Regions from separate parts of the Mus musculus genome. Here region 1 is linked to region 2. Evidence: chromatin contacts called from public Hi-C data. All regions are on one chromosome and are shown on one strand. Each heading gives the region's core, a stretch centred on a gene start, on an enhancer-like site or on the middle of the called end of the contact. The rest is flanking DNA. Distances are from core to core; before and after follow the strand shown.

What was found. A called contact is a pair of places that touch in the nucleus more often than the background predicts.
Region 1: a Hi-C map of embryonic stem cells shows a contact between it and region 2, with 4 times the contacts expected there. The contact joins two enhancer-like sites. A contact is called at or near these places in 3 of 39 promoter capture datasets (embryonic stem cells, pre-B cells and stem cell-derived epiblast-like cells), 2 of 15 datasets of contacts at CTCF or cohesin (large pre-B cells and pro-B cells), 57 of 484 Hi-C or Micro-C datasets (the 63-12 cell line, the AML12 cell line, B cells and 24 more), 3 of 115 datasets of contacts at active chromatin or transcription factors (all in embryonic stem cells) and 1 of 9 other capture datasets (embryonic stem cells).

What each region holds. Positions count from the first base shown.
Region 1 is chr1:133,707,799-133,712,641 of GRCm38.p6, forward strand. All of the region lies in intron 19 of Atp2b4 (ATPase, Ca++ transporting, plasma membrane 4), which reads right to left. Among named protein-coding and RNA genes, the nearest start is that of Mir6903, 16 kb to the right of the region's middle. Within about 2 kb of position 1,698, at least 12 of the 459 cell types and tissues checked have an H3K27ac peak or open chromatin away from gene starts, as enhancers often do. A contact at or near this core is called in embryonic stem cells, where this site is marked.
Region 2 is chr1:133,383,752-133,388,944 of GRCm38.p6, forward strand. Sox13 (SRY (sex determining region Y)-box 13) reads right to left here. Exons shown (of 14, transcript NM_011439.2): 6 at 5,178-5,193; 7 at 4,698-4,812; 8 at 3,333-3,415; 9 at 3,015-3,177; 10 at 2,434-2,543; 11 at 2,243-2,339; 12 at 1,715-1,858; 13 at 706-922; 14 at 1-173. Among named protein-coding and RNA genes, the nearest start is that of Etnk2, 23 kb to the left of the region's middle. Within about 2 kb of position 1,955, at least 63 of the 459 cell types and tissues checked have an H3K27ac peak or open chromatin away from gene starts, as enhancers often do. A contact at or near this core is called in embryonic stem cells, where this site is marked.

The sequences.
Region 1 (4,843 bases), core at 448-2,947, 320 kb after region 2:
CAAAGTGTACCTTCATGCTGCTTTGCCCAGCCACCTGCATATTGTGAAGAGGAACATGACCTAGTGTGAAGATACAGAGTTACCAGGAGAGGAACCTGATCCAGGAGGCTGGCTTCAAATGAGTGGCTTTTCTGCTGGGACAGTTGAAAAGAATGACGGAGACACTTTGCAGTGTTCCTGAGTAAATGGGCAAATATGTTGCCTGGTCAGCCTCCTTTCTACTGCATAGAAGAAGGGACTTGGTGGCTCAGGGGTCTAGGGAAGACTGACTGCGATGAATCCTGGGGGCAGCTTTTGCTTAATCCTAAGCATAAGCTCCTTGGGTGTTTTCGTTGTTTGCTGCTTTGCTTTGCTAATTCTACATGTCCGAACTGTGTCACTCAAGTGTGGCTTTGAATCTGGGTTGGTAGACTGGGATGCAGTGTTGGGGAGGGGTGGAGGCCAGGGAAAGCTGGTGGCTCTAGGATGTCTTCTATTGAGGGAAGTGGTCAATCCTAGTCTGGTTCAGACCCATTCTTCCTTGGAAAAGAAACAAGATTGATGCGAAAGAAATTGTTAGGGAGGAGGAGTGGATGCCGGGTGGTAAGAGTGTCTCTTTAATTCCTCTGCTGTTTAAACAAAAAATACATCCCTAGGGAAGAAGCGAGAACGTGGAGGTAGCAGCGCACACAAACAGCCAAATAAACCAGCTGGGTTTCCTGTCCTGGGTCCTCTCATAATTTTACAGATCCCTCAAAGATACTGCCTACAGAAGCCTCACCATCAGAGCTGTAGCTCTCTCTTCTCTGGCTAAGCCTTTCCCTCCCTGGCCTCTCTCCTCTATAGCTACAGACCCACCCAATGACTGGAGTGTTCAGGGCTTGGAAGGCAAGAGACTCTGCCACTCAACTGTAAGCTCAACCCTGCAGCATACATAAGAAATGTAACCTCAGGAACAGCAGCGAGGGCCTGCTTTCCATCCTTCCGTGGTTCTACTGGCCGTCTGATGGTGAATTTCACCAGTCAGGTTGCCTCTGTTCGGATCTGGGTAAGAAGATCAGGCAGAATGGAAGCTCCCTCAAATCTTTGGGTGGTCCCAAGTTTTCTGTAACCTATACTTGATATATTTGAGCAAGACAAGATAGACTAAGTGAGCTGAAACTCAGTCTTCTCCCTTAACCCTGGTAGAGATGCCCCGGCCAAGGGACAGGATTAAAGTCTGTAGGTTAGTACATAGGAATACCGCCACCTGATGTTGCCATTTCTACATTCTTCGGAGTTCTACAGGATGGCAGGGACCTTTATAGCTTTAAACCTTCTTGCTTCTAGTTTTTTGTTTGTTTGTTTATTTGTTTGTTTTTAACTGGATATTTTATTGCAACAATTATATGTGCATTATGAAAAGAGTTGATTTTTGAAAATTAGGATTGAAGGGTCTGGAGTATGTTTGCGGGCTTGTCCTCTCTCTTGTTGGGGTGATTAACAACCCTCTTATAGGCAAACAAATACAGGAGATAAAGTAGAAAGGGGGGGTCCGGTGGGAAAATAGGGCCACCTTTGGGGGAGGCAAGAACAGTTGTCCACATAGATTCAGGACTTCTAGACACTAAGGGGAACCAGCCACCTGGAAGGAGGCCCAAGCAAGGAGTCAGGGGACTGGGGAGGACCACCTGGCCTAGGGGTGGGGGAAGGGTGAGGCACAGAGTGGTGGGGGTTGTGCCAGATGCTCAACTCCAACACTGGCTCAGAGATCATGTGCTGCCGGACAGCCAGTCACACAGTGACTATATTACTTACTGTGATCTGGGCCTGGAGCACAGAATCCGGTGTGTAAGCAGTATGTGGGGATGAGGAGGGCTGCTGGAGCAGACATGGGAAAAGCATCACCTGCTTCCTGCTTAGCCAGGAAATGTTTCCTGAGGGGCTGATTAAAGGGGTTCACCGGGAGGGAACCCAAAGCAGGTGAGTGTGGAGCACACTTGGAAGCTTAGCTGGTCTGATGAAGGTGCCATTTCCCCATGGGAATACTGTACTTTTCCACTCCCCTTTCATAGGCTAGGGGTAGAGAGCTATGGGACTTCCTTCCAGAGGGAAGCCTCAGGGAACTTGGGGAGATCCGGATGCACAGTCGGAGTCATTTAAAACTGGGATGGCAAAGCAGGTGAGAGGGTTAAACACACAACCGCAACTCCTGGGGTCTCCAGGGAAGGGGCGTGCCGGAGAAAGTAGGTGTGGTCTATTTCTTCTTTGATCTAAACTTTTAGGGGCACAGGGTATGTGGTTTACCAGTTCCTCTGAGCCCACTGGTCTCTGTCCTCTGCCATTAAGTCCCCAGGACAGCCAGCTCTTTCTACCAGAGACATGTGAATGAACAATTCAGCAAGACTCTTAGAAAGGGAGGGCAAGAGCTGGGCGTGGTGGCGCACGCCTTTAATCCCAGCACTCGGGAGGCAGGGGCAGGCGGATTTATGAGTTCTAGGCCAGCCTGGTCTACAAAGTGAGTTCCAGGACAGCTAGGGCTACACAGAGAAACCCTGTCTCGAAAAAAAAAAAAGAAAGGGAGGGCAGAACTAAGAGAGAGAAGAGATTAGTAGAGGAATGTGGCAGGACTAGAAGGAGAGGTTTTTGCAGGGTAAGACTTTTTAGTGTCTTCAGGCCTGCCTTTGGGCCTCAAGAAACAGCAGGTATCACTTTGACCCCACCCTCAACTCAAAACTCTTACCAGAACTTTTATGGGTGGCTAAAAGGCAAAAACAAATTGAAGCCTGGGCAGTCATGTGATCACAGGCCACTGGCAACTCAGGGCTGGTTGTGGGAAGGGATGGATGGGACACTCAAGTATGTAACATGTGTGATGACAGAGGACATTCCCTCACTGGAAACCGTGCTGACTGTCTCCCCTCTGCCTCCCGTTCTGGGAAGGTAAATAGACCAGAAACAGGAAGGCAGTAGCAAGTGTCTAATAATCTACCAGAGGGAGCAGCAAGTCCTACGTTAAAACCGGACAGGTGCCAATTAAGCCTGGACAGACAGGGTTTCCTAAAACGGAATATGCAAAGTATGATACAAAGGCTAGCTGGACAATCAAACTAGACGAAACAATGAGAAGTGGGGAGGGGAGGGCGTAAACTCACAATCCTCCTGCCTTAGCCTCCGACAGCTGGGTTGTATGTGCGCTAATTGGTTCTGGAACTAGAGTTTGATTTAAGGTCATTTCTGAGAGGTAAGACACCACTCGTTGAGCTGACTTCCTCTTTCCAATCTAAGTTACAACTTTTGTTGCCAGCTAACAGTACACTGGTAGCCAAAAAGACTGTTATCAGTGAACAGTTCAGTACTGGCTCCATCAGGACAGACCCTGGCTAAGCATCCCCTGGGCAGAGGCTCCCTCACCCCTAAGTACACAGAGTTCCTAGTCCTGTGGGGTGCGGGGGGGGGGTGGTGGGGGGGGGTGGTGGGGGTGGAATTAATGTCACATCTGAAGAGGCGGAGTTAGAAGAGGAGGGGAGGAACAAAGCAGGACGGGGTGAAACAAAGAAAAACAAAACAAAGCAACTCAAGGAAAGAAGCAGCGAGCAATGCAGAGGAACAATCAGAAAACAGGGTTATCGTCTTTAAAATAGTTAAGGTTAATAACTTTCCAACATTAAAAAAAAAAACAATAAAATGAAACCAGGGTATCCAGCCTGGTTTTAGCTGGGGTAGGGTAGAATTTTTTTTTCTTTTCTTCCCTTAAGTCAAAAGATCAAAGGGGTGGGTGGGGGACCCGAAAAGCACTAGTAACCATGGTTGGTTAAAGTGGATGCCACGTGCTCTCTTGTGGTCGCTTTAGTAAATCATGCATTGTAACATACTCTCACTCACTGCCCACAGGAGGAGATGTAACTGCAGAAGAGATGGCAGAAGAGATGGAGGGGCAAGTTCTGAGTGATGCAACTGCTGCGGAATAGGAGCTAGGAACCAGTTTTACATCAAGGTGTTGAGTCATGTTCTCTCGGACTCTCTTTAAGGGGGCTTCCGTCTGGAATTTGTTAATTACGTCAATCTGCAAAGAATCAGAGAGTGAGACAGCTTTGCTCCACAGTCAGAGAGAAGGAAGAGGAAGGCAGGGTCAGGAGGGCTGGGGAGAGGGGTAGGAGATCAAGAGAGCTATTCCCTTAAACCCAGAGCAACAGGTGAGGGTGGGGCGGGGGAGGGCAGTAATTGCAAACCACACTGTCATTGTCATTTAAGGAACAATTTGCTATGGATTTTCAAACACCCAGCTAGGATTGGGTTTCCTTTTCCCCTGTAGCCTAGGATGGACAGGCACAAAAGAACTTCTCCCCAATGGTAACAGGTAGCTTTTTCATTATGTTGACCTGTACTATTAAAAATAAGGCATGCAATTTGACATACCAGAAACTAAGTACATATTAGTGAAATGTAAGACCCAAGAGCCTCTACACCAACTAAGTCAACTAATTGTTTGTTTGTTTGTTTGTTTTTGCAAATTTCCCAGGAAGTTAACACGTGTGTAAAGAAGATGGGCAGTATAGCAGTCCACACAAGTGGCCTTGGTGAAAAGACTGCCAGGTTGAGTGGCTTGGTTTGGAGGAGGTGTCTTTTTTGACGCTTCCTCCAGCTGCAGTGGTGCTTAGGATTCTGCTGGTACATGACGCACAATTCTGAAACTCACTCATGACTTAAGCACTGGAGACCTTCACTGGCAGACTGGTGCTGGCGACGCTGGGAGGCTGCCGCTGCTGCCACTCTCCCCCACCCGCCTACCACAGCAGCCTTCTGGCTTTCCGCTTTCTCCTTCTTAGGGATGGAGGCAATTAATATCATCGCTTTCCCGCAGTAAGCAATGATCTGGGGTCTT
Region 2 (5,193 bases), core at 705-3,204:
TGTCATCTGTGCCCTCCCCTTCCTCCCGGAGACTGCAGGTATTGATGATGACAGGCATGTTGGGGTCCAGGCCCTGGGGGTCATAGTGCTCCACCAGTGGACGTGCCAGGGGCAAGCCCGCTGCCCGAGGGAACAGGATATCTGAGCTCACCTGTGCCTGGCCAGCCTGCGGGCTGAGAGGCAGAGAAAATTCGCAATTACAGATGTACCCATGTGCCCTCCCAGCCCTTCCAGCCCTCCCTGCAGGCTGGGTAACCGGCATACTCTGGCCCTTGCGTGTGCTTCCTGATGGCCAAATTCACTGCCAGCTATAGCTCGAAAGCTCAGAGTCGAGGGTATGTTGGACGGTGGCACGTGAATATTATTTTGTTTTAGTGTCATTGACCACAGAACTCTACCCTAGTGCCTGTCATGGTCAAATAAGGGGCCTTCCTACGGGATGAATACCTGTGGTGTTCTCAATTTGCCCTGCGTTTGTCAGGCTGCAGGTGCCCCAGTTTAGGTCTTATACCCAACTCCCAGTCACCAGTCTCGCACACAGTCATTATCCATCAGGGGTCACACACAGGCAGATGGCACACAACTCTGCTCCCAGATCCTTGCTGGCTGCTCTGCCTGCCTCACACAAAGACCAGACACACACACAACCCCAGTCTCTCACAGCAGCCACAAGCCGCCTCTGGCCACCAGGGAGGGCCTGCTCACGGGATGGTGTAGCTTTGGCGAGCACCCTGGCGCCGTGTCCTCATCAAGGCCTTGTACTCGCCCACTCGCAGCCGCCGGCCCTCCACGACACAGGTACGCTTAGGCCTTGGCTTGTACTTATAGTCAGGGTATTTCTCCAGGTGCTGCCGGCTCAGACGGGCCTGCTCCTCGTAGTACGGCTGTTTCTCCTGGTTGGTCATGGACTTCCAGCGAGAACCTGATCCAATACCAGGCAAAAACTAAGGGCCAGACTCTCGTGGTACCCCACCAGGTTCCAAGCCCTAGCTAGAAGTCCTGATTGGACCCTGGTCTTCAATTGGGATCAAAAATGATAAGGCATAAGCACTCATCAAGGGCCTGGCCAAGTGTGGATGCTCCCTGGATGCTGGGCCAGGAAGAGATGAGGCTGGCAATGACGGGGAGTCTGTACCATTCTCATGTCAAACAACTCGGCACCCCTGAGAGGTCTCCGCCCCAAAGGCATTCACGAAAGAGCAGCCACTCCAAGCCATCAAGTATCCGATGTGAATCTGGGGTGTAGCTCAGTGGTAGAGCATGGGCCAGGGTAGACATGGGAAAGCCGAAAACAACCCTGGTGTTCCAGACAAGAAACCCGCGCAGTTACTGGAGGGGACTCAGCCATGAAAACACCACCCTTATTCAGACTTGTCGGCCCTGCCCGCTCCTCAGCCTCTGACACAAAGTCTCTATACCAATGGTCCACAATGCTAGTCTCTATTTTCTGCCAAAGCACAGGCCATAAGAGGCACCGGGTGTTTGGAGGTGGTAAAGAATACACAAAATCCCAAGGGGAGGGACAACCAAAAGAGCCCTGCGCTGGTACAAGGTCCTAGGATCCAGCTGCCAAGAACATCTCAACTGCTACACCTGGTAAGATTCTACCAGGATTCAATAAGGCATGAAAACTCCAAACAGACCCAGTCCTACTGAGCTATGTCCCCTGGGCTCAACACCCTGAGCTGCAGAGGACCCACGCCCTGGCCCTTACCAAGGATCTTGCTGATGCTGGAGTTATGCATGTCTGGGAAGGCCTGGAGAATTTTCCTCCGTTCATCCTTGGCCCACACCATGAAGGCATTCATGGGTCTCTTGATGTGGCTGCTGTTCCGAGACTCGGAAAAATGACGGGAGCCTGGAGGATGGGTAGGTAAGAGTCAGGCAGGCAACAGCTTTGGGGCTGGCAGAGATATCCCTTGCATGGCCACCAGGAGGCACTGATGAGGCTCATAGAGAAGTCAGCTCAGGCCTAGCAAGGCAGGAAGTAGAGGATGAGGAGGGAAGCGAAGGCCAGCGGTAAGCAGAGGCCCACCACGGCCAGAGAACAGGCACAGCAAAGATCCAGAGAAGCAGGGCTCCACAGAGTTGTTACAAGATACCAGAAGACGACCCACGGATAGAGACACCAGGGAACAATGGAGACACATGCCAGGAAGGACCCAAGAAAGGAGGGAGGAAGGAATCAGGGACGGACACAGCCCTAGTGGAGTTAAGTGGCGCCCAGCGCCAGAGCTCTCACCATCCATGTCACAGCTCAGCATGGCTTCCTCCAGGGGATGCACACAGCTCTCCTCCAGCCGCTCCTTGGCCGGGGAGGAGTCCAGGCTGATGAGGTCCTGCAGGTGACAGAGACAATGTGGGCATGAGTACTTCCTCTGTCATCCTGTCTTCATCTTCCTGTCCTCTGGGCAGAGGAAGATTGGCCCATACCTTCCGGAATGGGGTATTGGGGGAGTTTTCCAAAGCCCCACTGTGGCTGTGCAGCAGCTGCCGGGCATCCTGGATGGCTTTGGTGACGGCGTCCCCTTCACCGAGGAAGCCTGTTTGGAGAGGGAACAAAGTGAAGGGCAGGGACCCGAGGGCTTTGTCCCAGGAGCAGCCCACATATTTATGCTTCCTGCCACGTCACACCTAAGGGTCTCCTTGTGGCAGTACACTCCCTGCCCATCCCCACACCTCCCTGAGGACTGCCTGCTGCAGGGTGCCAAGGGTCGGGAATGAGGCAACTCTCTCAGATGCGCAGCTCAGTGGCCTGACCCCATGCTGTCTAATCTGATCCTGGAGAACAAAGGCGCCATGGAAGGAGGCGTCCTCAGAGCAAGCCTCATCCCCGGCTTTAAGAAAGCAGAGGCTGGGGTGGAGCTCGGTGATGGGAGTACCTTAGAACTGTTTAAAAACCCCAAACTAGAACGGAGAAAGGGAAGGACCGTGCCCAAGGTGGCGTCTGGCTCAACTGTCTAAGGTGAGACGACTCACTGTCGTCTAAGGTGAGAGCAGATGAAAAGGCTTACCCAGAGGCAGGCTGGGGGGGCTGGATTGCAGGTCCCTTGTGGGAGCCCCATGGCTGGCGGGGCGAGGCCCACAACTGTTCATCTTCAGGCTGGGAGAGCTGGAGGTGTTGGGCAGCTCAGGTACCTTGGGCTTGGCTGTGAGGTTCAGTGGTTGTGGGGGCTCCTGCCGACCCAAAAAGACAGAGAATGAGAAACACCCAAGGAGGACCACCCCATCACAGGACAGACAGGACTCAAGGCGAGTGAGCCAAGAGCAAAGAGGGACATTGGCTCCGCAAGGGAGGGGCTCCCAGGCAGCAAAGGTAGGCAAAGGAGTACCTGCAGGGGGTGGTGGGCGGCCACCCCCGACCTCTTCACCACAGGGGCAGGCGGGCTGTGCAGCAGCTGCAGTGGGTATTCCACTGGGGAAAGAAAAGCGGCAAGGGACAAAGTCCCAGGTGAGCCCAGAATAGCAGGCACCAAGTGACAGGCCCCAGGACCACAGGGCAGAGTGTAGAGCTGGTCCAACCTTTCCTGTTGTTGTCAGGCTAAGGTAGTGCAGGGAACCATCTATCCCTCTTCCCATATGGCCCCTGCAGGCTGATGGCCTTGCCTGCCCTTTCCAACCCACTCTAAAGAGCTCCCCATGCACACACAAGGGACGGCACCCTCGGGTCTTGTCCCTGCTGTGTGTAGGGGGCAAAGCTACTGCGTGTGCTTCCCCTCTAAGATAAAATGTATGGTACGTAAGGGTTACTCAAAGCAACAGCCTCATCTTACAGGTGTATTAGTCAGGGCTCTCTATACAACCTAACAGGTAAGGAAACAGACCTTGTAAATTCAGCGGGCTGTCCACAAACAAATTAAATGGCGGCGGCGGCAGGATTTGAACCCAGGTCTAGACTCCATAACCCATCCCTTGGCCTAGACAGTTCTCTCCCTCCTATCTACTTTACCTCACTGGGCTTAGAATCAAGAAGGAAAGCAGCAGAGATAAGACTGTGTATCAATCACTAGCAGCACAGCAGGTAGTGATAAGGGCTCAGAGGAGGACACTCAGTTTCAGCCAGGGTGGAGTTGGGGTAGTAAGATGGAGGATATTTGAGGATGATGAACTCAGGCTAGCAAGCCTGGTTGGCTCTGTGGCTGGGAGCCTGTACTGTCTCGGTCACGTGGAACAGGGAGGGTAGATTACGAGTTGTTTTCACTGCTACTTATCCTGTGTGGCATTTACAGGCAGCATGTCCGCCCTGTCCCAACTCTGTCTGTGGGCACTGTCACCAGAACTCACTGCGATCCTTCCATCTGTCACCTTCATTCCCATCCCCCGCCGCCAGAGAGAACACACTCCCTGCTCAAGTGTTCCAAGGCACTCCCTTCCAATCCTCCACAGCCTCCTCCCGGATCCCTGTCGCTCTCACACCGCTCACACGCAAGCCCTTCCCGCTGAGCCTCGCACCTCAGTTCCAGTTTCTCCCTCACGGATCCTATCACCCTTCTCCAGGACCCAACCATCAAGCGCCACCTCCTCAGAGAGCCTTCTGAGTCTCCTGAGAGCTTGGCGGCACACTCTTCCTTTTCATTCTCCTGACTAAGTTCAGAAAGGACTTGTTCTTCCACTGGGCAGATCCCAAACTGTGGCCCCGGACTCCTTCCCTCAAGTCAAGGAAGCTGCCTCTGTGGCCTCCCGCCCGCCCCACTCACCTGGCTTGCAGGGAATGGGCTGAATAGGTAAAGCCAGCTGGGAGTCAGGAGTGACAGGCAAAGGCTGGTGGCTTGGGGGGAAGGCTGGGATCATGACGTAAGGCATGTTAACCTGCTGAAGGCAAAGAAACCCACTGTAAGTCCCTGGGCACCAAAGAGCTGTCCAGCTGGGGGGTCAGCCCAGGACCTGGGGGGGGGGGTGAGTACACACAGGGTACAGAGTGGGAACAGTTTTCCAATGGTTCTGTCTACCATATCACATCTGTGAACCCATCTCCTTGTCCTTACATCTCAATGGGGACCAGGGGAAGACATCCTGGGTCACCCTCTAAAAACAGGACAATAGAATCGGAGGGAACTGGAGCAAAAGTATGGTCTCTTCATCAGGCTCAGTGCATGGAGGAGGGATTGCTCCACACCCCTTTCCCGATGGTTCCCCGGGCCAGTGCCACCCTTGGCCTGCGCCCCTCCCATCAGCACCTGGATCTGCTGCTGC